Linked DNA regions of Sus scrofa: all the other regions are linked to region 1. A link is a contact called in public HiChIP or PLAC-seq and promoter capture Hi-C data. All regions are on one chromosome and are shown on one strand. Each heading gives the region's core, a stretch centred on a gene start, on an enhancer-like site or on the middle of the called end of the contact. The rest is flanking DNA. Distances are from core to core; before and after follow the strand shown. Region 1 holds the start of TBC1D30 (TBC1 domain family member 30). Region 2 holds the start of RASSF3 (ras association domain-containing protein 3). Region 3 holds the start of TBK1 (TANK binding kinase 1).

The links. Promoter capture Hi-C pulls out the DNA fragments that hold promoters and counts their contacts. HiChIP or PLAC-seq counts read pairs in DNA pulled down with a chosen protein or histone mark.
Region 2: a promoter capture Hi-C map of fetal liver shows a contact between it and region 1, with 3 times the contacts expected there. The contact joins the promoter of RASSF3 here to the promoter of TBC1D30 in region 1. A contact is called at or near these places in 2 of 5 promoter capture datasets (fetal liver and liver), 1 of 47 Hi-C or Micro-C datasets (embryonic fibroblasts) and 1 of 2 datasets of contacts at active chromatin or transcription factors (alveolar macrophages).
Region 3: an H3K27ac HiChIP or PLAC-seq map of alveolar macrophages shows a contact between it and region 1. The contact joins the promoter of TBK1 here to the promoter of TBC1D30 in region 1. A contact is called at or near these places in 1 of 5 promoter capture datasets (liver) and 1 of 2 datasets of contacts at active chromatin or transcription factors (alveolar macrophages).

What each region holds. Positions count from the first base shown.
Region 1 is chr5:29,204,521-29,208,755 of Sscrofa11.1, reverse strand. TBC1D30 (TBC1 domain family member 30) reads right to left here and starts at 2,619. Exons shown (of 14, transcript XM_021091950.1): 1 at 2,100-2,619. The coding sequence starts at 2,538.
Region 2 is chr5:28,948,415-28,953,206 of Sscrofa11.1, reverse strand. RASSF3 (ras association domain-containing protein 3) reads right to left here and starts at 3,420. Exons shown (of 6, transcript XM_021091945.1): 1 at 3,322-3,420. The coding sequence starts at 3,388.
Region 3 is chr5:28,880,594-28,884,747 of Sscrofa11.1, reverse strand. It overlaps TBK1 (TANK binding kinase 1), which reads right to left and starts at 1,458. Exons shown (of 20, transcript NM_001105292.1): 1 at 1,372-1,458. The coding sequence starts at 1,458.

The DNA of each region.
Region 1 (4,235 bases), core at 1,370-3,869:
CACATATAAGTAATATCATAACAATGTCTGTCTTTCTCTGTGTGACTTATCATGTCATGGCATTATTATCCCAATTTACAGGCGAGGAAAATGAGACAGAGAGAGGTTAAGAGCTTGCCCAAGGTCACACAACTAGCAAGGAACAGTGGCAGGATATTATTAACTCAAGCCTTCTGACCAAAGTTCATGCCCTTAGTGAAAACACTGAGAAGAGCACCAGATTTCCTGAGAAACCATTTTGGTGCCTCCTGTAAAGGACCCACACATGCTAAATATCTAAATAGGTGCTACAGCAAAATCCTGAACAGAAGGAAGAGAATTAATACACAGGTTGTCTACATTATATGAGCTCTTTTTTTAGGAGGCATATTTTTCAACCCTGAAAAAAAAATCAAATAACCTGATAAGTTGTAAAATGACAGCTGTCTCCATCACCTGATTGGACTTTATTCTTAGTACTCTAATGACGTTTATCCATAAAAGGGTGTGCGTAGGACTATTCTAATATGCCATCGAGTTCAGCATAATAGGGTTGACTCCAAGAAAAGAAGAGATTGGCAGGTAGCTAACCAAAGTAAGACTGCGACCTGGGCAAAATAGACTCTTATAGGTCTTAAGAATGATTGGTGAAGTGGTTACTCATTTGAAATCTATTTCCGAAGCTGTACTGGAATCTCTTCCTTAAACTTTAGCTTGCCAAATTTCCTCTTCCAAAAGGAAATTACTAATCCACAAAATTCTCTCAGTAATAAAAAGTGAATAACCTGGTAAAAAAAAAAAAAACAGAAAACCAAATCATAATTTTTCAAAATTGCTTTTGTTGGATTCTGAAAGAACTCTTGCCCTGCGGAATTCCTGGCATAAACAGACACTCTGAGAACAGCCAAATAACTGCTTAAAATTAAATGGCACAACTCCAGCTAAAGTCCCAGGCAGAGGGAGGAAGGTGGAAACCATTTGTAACAATCGGCTGGGAAACAAAAAAAAAAAGAATCTGCACAAGGAAGCCTAAAGAGGAAGCTGAAAGCTGTTTACATAGATTTCAAAAAGCAGACAGATCTATGCCTTTTCTGTTTAGTTCCCCACCACCACCAACTAGATACAGGGATTTTACAAGTAGGAAAGAGGAGACCATTCTATAGTATTCTCTTTGCTCCTCCTCCTGATAATTTAGCACAAGGACATTAATTCAAGAAATGATATGGTGGCTTAGCATCTGTTTTCCACACCTGATTTCATTTAGTAAATTGAGGTCCTAATATATCCAAAAGACAACTGTAGTAACTGTTTACGTGCCTGAAAGGCAAAGAATTATGAACAGCTAAGAAAAAGAAAAAGGTAGTCTCAATTAGGACAGAGTATCAGAGTGTGATAACAAAAGAAACACCAAATTAGCCTCTTCCCAAGAACGCCAAGGCCTTTTTCAGATCAACCTCCCCAACTAAAAGTACCAACAGTTAAACGCTGTGATAACCTCAATGCCCCAGGGCCCTCCACTAATCCTTTCCCCAGGAAGGAAAAAAAAAAAAAAAATCTACCTAGTGATCTTGAAAACCGGCATTCTGAGAAAAGGAATTCACACGTTCTGCTTAGAAACTCTATTACTGAATTATTCTGCCTCACTAGTTAAACACTATTCAAGTAGTATGGCCAAAAAAGGAGGATTTAAAAAAAAAAAATGTTTTTAAACTGGTCCCAAGAGTCGCCTCTATTCTCCCGGCGCCCTCTGGGTAACTTCAGGGAGACAAATCAGAAACTCCAAACCTGTCCTAACAGCTGTTCTGTTGCAATTAGAATCCGGACTCTCTCCACTCGGGCCTCCACCTGAAGATGAAGGACGTGGGGGAGCCAGGAGATCTGTGACTACCACTGCAGCAACTGATGCTCCCCCCGCCCCCCCGACAACTCCACCGGGGATAGGGGGACAATAAGAACTAAGTCTAGTCATGATTCCGTGACTCTGTGGGCACCCGCGACAGATCTAAGGAGACGCCCCAAACCTCACACGTGGGCACTGGGCTGATCCGCACAGGTGCGCACAGCTGAGCGCGGGAGCGTGGATCCGGGCAACTCCAAGGATCCCCTCCCCGGGCCCTCACCTTTCTGCCGCAGGTACTGTATCTGGTGCCGCTGGCTCGGTCGCTCCTGCAGCTCCTGCAGCACTCGGGAGTCCCCCAGGCCACCGCGGCCGCCCAGAAACACGTCGGAGCCTGAGGCCTCGGTGGAGCTGTCGAGGCTGTCTCGGCGCCGCTGGCGGCCCCCGGGCCCGCGGCCCCCGCCAGCCGCCTCCTCCTCCTCGGTACAGCTGTACAGCTCGGTGAGCAGCCCGCTCACCAGGGACGCCGTGCGGCTGCCCCGCGGCTCGCCGGGCTCTGGGTCCTCCTCGCCCTCCCAGGAGTCCCGTGACGCCGGCGCTCCCTCCGCCGGGGGCGCCCCTCGCAGGGTTGGAACTCGGGGCGCTTCGTGTTCCGCGTCCTCCGACCTCGCTTCGGGCTGCGGGCGCCAGGTCTGCCCCCCGCCCGCGGGCAGGACCTCCATGGCCCCCGGGCGCTAGAGCCCGGCTCCCTCCTCGCCGGCCAGTTCCGGGAGGAGGCGCGGCCTCGGCCCCGCAGGGGTTGCCCTGAACCGGGCGCGGCGTCCGCGGGCTCCGAATCCCCCAGGCGTCCGACCTTCCCCCTACAGGTACTGGGGCCACTGCCCCTCGGCTCCCTGCAGGAAGAGGGGAGGGGCCACGCTGCCGGATACCTAGAGACACCTGCAGCAGGTGAGGCCCGCCGGCGTCCGGGAGCGCTCTCTGAAAAGCGTCAAGGAGCAGGATGTGGCCAGAACGTACGAGGATGAAGCCTTTAGCCCGGAGGGGGAAGGGCGCTCTGGCTGCTGCCACCTTCACTTTAATGCACGTGATTCACTCAAAAAGAGGGCAACTCTTGCATCCTATTCACCCACCACCTCGAAAGAGTGCCCGGGAGAGTTCTAAACGCCAATCAACAAGCCGAGGCCAGGAGCTCCCTCCTCCACATACTCTGGGCACAATGCCCAGCCCTTCTCACCTTCCCACCTGATCTGGGCGCCTTTAAAGGCGTTCTTAGTTTCTAACAATAACCTTTCTGAAGACCTGGCATATACTTGAGATTTAATAACACTGTGAACTTTTTTCCTTCGGTGAAAGATAAAAGACTGGATTAAGATCAACTAATTCTCTGGCACAAGACCTAACAGAGAGTGAGGATTTAATAAATGACATGAGAAGGCAAAACTAATAAATTGATGGAGCTGATTCTATCAGTAAAACCAAAAGTTTACATGACATCCTAAGAAATGTATCTTTAAGCTAGACTTTAATGAAAGAACTGAGTGCCCCTCTACTGTAGATATTTTTTTAATTTAATAATAATTGTCAACGTTTTTCAGCACTTTTTGTGTGCCAGCTGAGTTCTTTGCATGAATTTACTTCGTTTAAGTCTCACTTTAACTCCATAAAGCAGTAAGCACTGTTTTTTTATTAAGGCATAATTGACATATAACATTAGTTTCAGGAGAACAACATATTGATTTGATATCTGCATATGTTCCAAAATAATCACCCCAGTAAGTCCAGCTCACACATGTCAGCAGATATTTACAAAGGTAAGAACTATTTTTTTCCCTCACTTTTCAAATGAGGGAACTGAGGCACAGAGAAGCTAATTAACTGCCCATTCACAAAGAATAAAGTGAACTTTCCTTAGAGCTTAAAGTGCCTGGCTTTCATTACGAATGAATACATATTTTGTTGTGGATAAGTATGTATTTGTCTATCTCCTAATGCTATTAAATACCAGCCATATTTTTTTAAGGAACAACAACACACCTGGTGAACAGTGGTGATGTTTTATGTGTGTTCAGCACACTTTTTTCAAGGCACTTTCATAACTGAGCCTGTAGAAACCTGGCGTCCCTTGGCACCACCACCAAAATATATGTGAACACAGAGTGAGGTCTATAGGATCCTTTTAGAAACCAGAGTTCATATAAAGAAAGCGGAAGTTTTATAACCTTTCCCTTATGTATCCAGAATTAAATTATGCTAAAGATGGTATTTTTAAGGTTTTGTAACTGTATTAACTACTACTCTATACATTTAACTTTAAAATGTATGCAATAGACGGAATGGAATTATTTAGTTGTTGTTGGTTTTTGTCATTGTCTCTGGCATTGCATAGAGTTCTGAAATCCTTCCTTCAACTGCCTAACTT
Region 2 (4,792 bases), core at 2,171-4,670, 260 kb after region 1:
GAGTAGTCGGGCTGGTGTGGCTGCAGTGCAGGAAAGGCAGCTGAGATGGGGTTGGAGTCTGGGAGTCATGTAGCCTATTAAGTGGTGTGGGAAGACTTGGTGTGGCTGAGAGCTGCCTGAGCGGGAGAGTGGCCCACTAGAAAGAGTGAGGTTTGTCAGTCAGGCCATTTGGATCCGCACTCTGCTCCCACCCCTCACAAGCCACGCGCCCGCTTGAAACCTCAAGTCACCATCTGTGAGCAGAGAGCATAATGTAGCCTCACCTCACTCCTGCAAGCCTTAAAATGATGTCATGTGTTAGGTCCTAGAAGGTTCTAGAATATGGGCTCACACAAAGGGGCAGCTATTCCTACTATCACAAGCACAGGATGTGGAAAGACCACTGATATGGAAGGGGTGCTTTGAAGAAGACAGAGGAGAGAAATTCAGAGAGGTAAGAGGAGAAAGAAGCAAGAGTGTGGGGAAGGAAATCAAGACAGGAGAAAGTTTCGAGAAAACAGCTGGGTTAGCCCTGGCGCCTGGCATAGAGAAGCCAAGCAGGGATATGCTCCAATCCCTTATTCCATAGTTTTCCCTTCCAAGGTTGGGCACCATCTTTTTTTTAAGCTCCACAGCTCTCCCTTCTTATCTGGGAACTAGATTGATACTGTTGTTATTTACCTGTGTCTCTGTGATAATAAACCCAACACAGGCAAAGAGAGTGGTGTGTTAGTCAATGTTATCATAGGGAGAAATTCACTAATGACATTAGGAAACATTTCCTCTTTTGATGTATCTTTGTTTCTTATTCATAAGTAATTTTTTTTTTTTGTCTGTCTTTTTAGGGCCATACCCACGGCATATGGAAGTTCTCAGGCTAGGGGTCGAATTGGAGCTGTAGCTGCCATCCTACGCCAGAGCCACAGCAACACAGGATCCGAGCCACGTCTACAACCTACACCACAGCTCTTGACAACGCTGGATCCTTAACCCACTAAGCGAGGCCAGGGATTGAACCCGCAACCTCATGGTTCCTAGTCGGATTTGTTAACCACTGAGCTATGATGAGAACTCCAGAAGTAATTTTAATCTCTATCCCTATAATGTCAAGCCTAGAGCAGGCCCACTCGTTCCCTTTATGAAAAGCACATTTGCAGAAAGGGAAGGCAAAACCCAAGCATTGAGAAGCTTTTATCCCTGTTTGTAAATGGAGTTTTAATGGGATGGGGACTACTCTCAGAGGAGGAAGCACTGATTTATAAGGCTGAGCTTTGAAAGGCTCTCTACCAGATTTCATCCATATGAAAAGGTGCTTTTTTCTTATCTGTAAGTATCTGAAATGAATTTATGTTTTATAATGAATGGCATATCATATAATTGACAGCCTTTTTAAAGAAAATTATTGAAGTACAGTTGATTCAGCATTTTCCTTTTTTAGTGGCTCATAAAATGTCACAATTGATGGTGTCTTAAATAAGAAGAAACATGGTAATGCTCTGCCTGAGGATCACTCAAGCTAGTCTAGAAATACCACCTCCTATTGGCTTTCTAAAAACCCCCATTGTGGCATAGCAGAAACAGATCTGACTAGTAACCATGAGGTTGCAGGTTCGATCCCTGGCCTTGCTCTGTGGGTTAAAGACCCAGCATTGCAATGAGCTGTGGTATTGCAAATGTGGCTTAGATCTAGTGTTGCTGTGGCTGTGGCATAGGCTAGCAGCTGCAGCTCTAATTCGACCCGTAGCCTGGGAACCTCCATATGCTGTGGGCGCGGCCCTAAAAAAAAAAAAAGAAAAAAAAAGAACTTTTAGATAATGGTAATAAGATGGACGTGCAGCAGACACATAGCCCCAGTGACATTTTCCATAACTCAGCATAAAGGCCAGCATCTTATTGCTCAGGCCAGGAAGGAAGACAGCTCACTGCTTAAGACCAGGTAGAATTCTTCTCTGAGTCCATTCCAGCCCTTCTCACCGTAAACAGACACACACACACACACACACACACACACACACACACACACACACAGCCACCTCCTGCTCCCTCTCAACCTTGCAGAGGTTTTACTGGCCCCAGGATGAGTAATCTATCAGTCACTCAGAGATCCCTCTCTTTTATTATTATTATTTAATTTCTATTAAGCCTTTATTTATTTATTTATTTATTTATTTATTGCTTTTTAGGGCCAAACCCATGGCACGTGGAGGTTCCCAAGCTAGGGGTCGAATCGGAGCTGTAGCTGCCGGCCTACACCACAGCCACAGCAATGCCAGATCTGAGCCGCATCTGCGACCTACACCACAGCTCACGGTAACGCCAGATCCTTAACCCACTGATCGAGCCCAGGGATCGAACCTGCATCCTCATGGATCCTAGTCGGGTTCAGTAACCATTAAGCCACAACAGGAACTCCCTAAGCCCCCATGTATATTTTGATGGTAATAAAGATCTACCCATGTTTGAAGCTACTGGAAACTCCCCTGATTGTACAGGTGCACCCGGTACCCAGATGCATCCCACTGCTCCGCTTCCACAGCAAGAGCCCGAATGCAATTTCTGTTGCTTCTCCAGAAAGACTTGGGATGACACCATCTTGTAAATCAGCTATACTTAAAAAAAAGAAAAAGAAAAAAAGACTTGGCAGAGGGGGAGGGATAAATTAGGAGTCTGGGATTAATTTATACACACAACTATATATAAAATAGATAACAAGGACCTACTTACAGCACAGGGACCTCAACTGTAATTAACTTATATGGGAAAAGATTCTGAAAAAGAATGGTTATACGTATATGTATAACTGAATCACTTTGCGTACACCCGAAACTTAACACAACCTTGTAAAGCATCTACCCCACCATAACATAAAAATTAAATTAAAAAAAAAAAGACAGACAGACTTGGGAGCTGTGGCCTAACGCCTGGAGGTCCTTGAGTCCTTTTAGGAAGAATCTGGACAGCAAAACACATGTCTTCTTTGATATTTATAACTGGTCCAAATAATGCTGGAGTTACTGTTCCATCTGTTATGGAAAATTAAACCTCCTGAGCTGTCCTGTAATAGCAAAAAGCTGCAGGGCTTCGCTGTCACCATCCTTTGTTTAACTCATGCAGCATTTGAAAGCACACTGGCCTACAAGAAATAAAGCTTGCTCATGAACCAGCTTGTAAACAAACTCAGATGACAAGAAACCCAAACAGCAGGCCCAGCTGAAGCTTTTATCCCCAGGGCTGAAAGCCAGCTGGGTCCTTCTGGAACATCAAAGGCACAAACAACGGACCCCCTCATCCCTCCTGGCGTCCTGCGTGCATCCGAGAGCATCAGAAGCAGGGGGCACCTACCGGGGATGCGGGTTTTCTTCACCTGAAAGTTGACTTTGCCCGAGAGCTTATAAATCGCCGTTCCCATTTCCGAGCCCCAGCTCCGTGTGCAGCACAGAGAGACAGCTGAGGGTGACAGGCTGAGCGGGCCGGCCCCTGCTGACCTGTGTGACTCAGAGCCCACCAGGAGACCAGCCTCCCCCCATGCCTTGGCTTCACGTGTCTTTCCAACCGGCCACCAGTGCGCTCGGCAGCTCAGCTCATCAGGGCCGTCAGATTCTCACATCCAGTTCCATAGGTGAGGTTAGAAGACGCCCAGGGAGCAGCATCTTCCAGACTACAATCTTTTTTGCCCCTGTGGTTTTTTGGCTGCCCCTGTAGCATATGGAAGTTCCCAGATTAGGGATCAAACCAAGCCACAGCTGCGACCTATGCCAGATCCTTAGGCCAACTGCACCAGACTTGGGATGGAACAGGCGCCGCCAGGGGAACAAACTGGATCATTAACCCACTGTACCACATCGGGAACTCCCCAGACCAACAGTCTTGATTGGAGATGCCTGTATTGTGGTTGTTAAGGCCTCTGGACACAGATTTGGTTTAGGCAAGCTGTGTGGCTTTGGGCCAGTTCTTTAACCTCTCTGTGCCTCCAATGTCTCCTTCTGTAAGATAGTTTCCATGACACTGAATTTTGGTAAGTATGAGAAGTGCTTAGAATACTAGGAAACCCCACTTCCTATGATAAATCAGATCCCCATTCCCAGCGTTTGGGGGAAAGGGACTCCTACAACAGTCAAAAATAAGGTAGAGTTCCCTGGTGGCTCAGTGGGTTAAGGATCCGGTGTTGTCACTGCTGTGGTGAGGGTTTGATTCTGGCCTGGCAACTTCCACATGGCCAGGGCATGGCCAAAAAAAAAAAAAAGTGGAAAAATGAGGCTGCCTTCTTTAACCAGGTCCTTAAGTGGTACTGTTACCTATTTGTACTGAAAATCCTAGATTCTCAAGAGCACAAACTGCTGTCTAGTGTTAGATGTGCCTCCTGCGAGAACTTCTCTCCCCGGTTTCTTGTGGTTAGAAATCCTGAGTGGCTGTACGTTCTTGTCCCCGAGCGCCCCCTGTTGTCAAAGTTGAGGCATTTTTATCCCTCGGTTCAACTCCAGTCAGTCCTCTGAGAAAGAGGGTCTTGCTTCACTTTTCCGGTGCCCCGAGGCAGAGAGGAGAGCTGATTTCACCAAAGCCAGGTCTTAGAGAGGGAGTTGCTCAGGATTTGGTACAAACCCCTCAGCAGCACAAAAATAGCCTTTCTTATTTCCCAGCTGGCTCTGTCACTTACCAGCGTGTGATCTGGGTTCTCAGTTTTCACATCTGTAAAACGAAGGGGCGCTTCTAGGTGACCTCTAAGGTCTCTGTAAATTCTGATTTCCTCTGAGAGTCTCAAATTGGGAGTTTACACAACCTAAGGAGGGAGGAATGCCATGGAAGCCACACAAAG
Region 3 (4,154 bases), core at 209-2,708, 320 kb after region 1:
AACCATGGGAACAGCCCATCCCCTATGAATGTTTATCTCATTGTCACAAACAGAACTGATTGGAAGTCTTAAGAAAAATACAAGGAAACTCCTCCTTACTAAAATGTTTAGCACTCCTGTGCTGTATTCATAGTGCTGGAAAATTAGTGGATGATGATGATGATGATTATTTTTTTTTTTTTGTCTTTTGGCCATTTTCTTGGGCCGCTCCCATGGCATATGGAGGGTCCCAGGCTAGGGGTCGAATTGGAGCTGTAGCCATCGGCCTGCGCCAGAGCCACAGCAACGTGGGATCCGAGCCACATCTGCAACCTACACCACAGCTCATGGCAACGCCGGACCCTTAACCCACTGAACAATGCTAGGGATTGAACCCGCAACCTCATGGCTCTTAGTCAGATTCATTAACCATTGTGTCACAACGGGAACTCTGTGGATGATTATTTGTATTATAAATTTATTTATTTTTTTCTTTAGGGCTGTGGCCTATGCCACAGCCACAGCAATGCCAGATCCAAACCGCACCTGCAGCTTACGCCACAGATTACGCCTTAACCCCTTGAGCAAGGCCAGGGATGGAGCCCACATCCTCATGGATACTAGTTGGATTCGTTTCCATCGAGCCACAACAGGAACTCCCATAAAAGGATTTTTTCATTCATTATTTTTTCAGCTTCTTTCCCAGAATAGAAATTTTAATGATCTTAAAGTAAAATTTTTGTGTTTTAAATGATTTTAATTATCTTTAATTCCATCCTTCAATACAGAATCTGACACAAAATCTTTCTGGTTCTTGGAATGCCTCCAGGATTAGCCCCTCTATTCTATCATCACTTCCACTAACAAGTTCTAGTTACCGTATACCAGGATATACAGCCTTTTCTACCTGGGCTCCTTGTTGATGACCGCACTTTACTCCCCTAACGCATAGAATCAGTTTGAGTGGGAACATGAAGCCTTAGTATAGCACAGGAGCATCACGTGTGGGCTTCCCTCCAAACTACCCATCTACCTCCTCACCAGGCCTCCCTCTACTCCCTCCTACCCAGATCACTGCAGCACAGAACTTGTTAGCAAGATCACTCACCAGAGGAGGACTAGGATGAGGAAAGAACCAAAGGGCCCAACCCTAACCTTCCCCAGTCCCTTGTTTCAACCGACCTTCCAGTTTTTTCCCAACCCCCCCAACACATGACCCCTCCCACCAATGAGTAGATATCACTGCCTCTGACACAAGCTGTACCTTAAATAACCACAAAAACAGACATTCTCTTTAGACAAAATAATCAACACTGCCAAGTCTCCCATTAGTTTGAGTGTGAATCTCAGAAGACTACACACACAGCCTTTCGTGATACTCTCTGTACCAACCTTATGTCTTCCGCGAAAAACATTTGCAGTAGCTCCTTGGCCCAAAATATCAGATAAAAGCCAAAGATGATTAGAAGTGCTCTGCATTTCGGCTTGGTCAGGTGATCCTCTTGCTATACTGAGAGAGAAGAAAAAAAGAACTGCATTTTTTGTTTTAAGCGAATAACACATTTAAGAAACAAATGCTAGCTATTTTTAGTCTCGAATAAGCTTATCTATTATTTATTGCTAAATCGAAGTGTACAAACAGTTCAATGTAAAAATCTAACTTTTCAGCAATATTAAAGGCTAAAGTGCTTTGTGGGCTGTGAGAAAACATTAACCAATAACATCTAATATATTCAATTTAATTCATTTATTCACAGGGCTAAAAAAAAAACATCTATTTCCCCTCTAAGTTTGTCTCTGTCAGTGAAAGTGATATTGGCCATTTACCTCCTTAAAATGTCTTGAAAGATTAATCAGTGACAAAAGATATTTTAAAATGTTTTAAAATAAAGTAGTAATGTAAAATACAACAGAAATATAGAAAAGAATTACTTTGTTTCCTTCAAGGGCAGGGCAACACTAATGAAAGCAACTGTTGCCACAATTCTATAACTTAGAATTTCATTTACACAGAGCCTGAGACAACCATGACAGAAGGTAACCTCTCAGCTATAAATTCTGAAATTAATTTAAGGATAGTTTCTCCAACTGCCAAGTATATAAAGATACACATACAAGTGTATGTTGACAAGTCTTCAAAAATAAGCGAAGAAAGGCTATGTATAGTCGGGAGCAGGAGGCATATGAAAAATCTTTATCTTCTGCTCAATTTTGGTATGGACTTAAAACTGCTCTAAAAGTATAGTCCATTTTTTAAAAAAGCATCACCCCAGCCTTGCCCCTTAATATTGAAAAAAAAATGTATAACTATAAGGATATAAAAAATATACTTAAGTTCCATTATGGAATAAAAATAATACCCCTTCATAGTTAGTTAGAACAGACTAGGCATTTATTTATCTTTTTGTCTTTTGTCTTTTTATGGCTGCACCTACGGCATATGGAGGTTCCCCGGGCTAGGGGTCCAATCCGAGCTGTAGCCGCTGGCCTACACCATAGCCACAGCAACGTGGGATCCGAGCCGTGTCTGCGACCTACACCACAGTTCAGGGCAATGCCAGATCCTTAACCTGCTGATTGAGGCCGGGGATGGAACCTGCATCCTCATGGATGCTAACTGGGTTGTTAACCGCTGAGCCACGACAGGAACTCCGTAGACTAGGTATTTAGTGATGAATTAATGACCGCCAATATTCCACGAAGGCTTAGGAACAAAAAGAATGGCCAGGATTCTAAATTTTGCCTATTTTTGATATACTAAAATGTATGCATGTTATGCTACCACCCATTTAATTCAGATAAGGTAATTTTACACACAGCAACTATTGGAAAAAAGGAATAAAGGTAAGATTCCTTTTTCAAAATACAAGATACACATTTGTCAGATACTGAGGTAATAATTAACTTCTCAAATACCTTTTCAATAATAATTTCAAATATTTCTCAAGAATGAAAAGCTTCCCTAATTACTGTAAATTTATGCCGCAGGTGCGGCCCTAAAAAGCAAAAAAAAAAGTAACTTTAATGCTGGAGATAACTATAAACGGCATATAGTATCATTAGGTACATGCCTAGTGGATAATACAAAACATTATCAGCTAAGGTATTTGCTCTCCATATGCAGATAGAAAACTACAGTGTCACAATGATGAGGGGAGATGCTTCTGAAACTATCTTGCAATAACCTCACAACAACAGCATGCTAAAATATGACTCAGCACACCCCGAAGGTGCTCGCTATATAAACCTTCCCCAAATTTTGCCACAGTATAGGCAGGCACTCAACAAGTGTGATAGTGGTGATCCTGCCTCAAGTCCACTTCCTTATACATACAGTCCAAAATGAAAGTTACCATTTGTCCATAGATGAAAACAGGTTTGGTGACGCGACAAACGGACAAAGTTCCAGGATTTCCAAACTCTACCACTACGTGAATCATTTTGTTAAAAAGATTATGTTCACGGTTCTAGAGTGAGAAAAGTCGGTCTCTGGTTATGCATTTGACAATTACTGGGTAGAATTTGTTTTGTGGCCATCTACTGAAAATACCCGGGAAACGCATTGGAAAATATACTCTTAAGCCATTTCTCAAAGGAAAGGTTTGGGAATTTGCATTATACGTGCGTACATTAAAAACGGCTTCAGCTTCTAGCTTCCGGTGAGTCAATCTCCGCTGATATCACTAAAACCCTAATGACACGTCTCCTTTTCATCGTTTGAAAAATCAATCGATTTAAACACTGCCAATCGTGCCCATGCTCGGAAAGGGGTAGAAAGCAGCCAGTCTAACTCCAGGGAAAGGGACATCCCGCCTGTGCGGGCGGCCAAGGCCCAAGCCAGACACATCCTCTTTCTCGGTGCCCAATGCCACTACAGAGGGGAGGGTCGGGGGCAGGGGGCCGACCGCGGGGCGAGGAGTCCAGACGCAGGGGACGGGCCCACGCGCCCAGTCCCCCTGGTTTCGCACGCCCCAGACACCGGGAGGCGGTGTCCGCTCCACCAGGTCTGGGAGGGCTCGGCCTCGGGGCTCCCTGGGCTCCTCAGGTCGCCCGCCCCGCCCCCGCCCTGACTCAGCATTCCAGTCTCCCACAGGGGGCGGGAGCGCTCCGCGCGGGCCTTGCCCAGCTGGGCAGCCGGTGCTCGAAGGGGCGTAGGCCCCCAGCCCGCGCCCGCC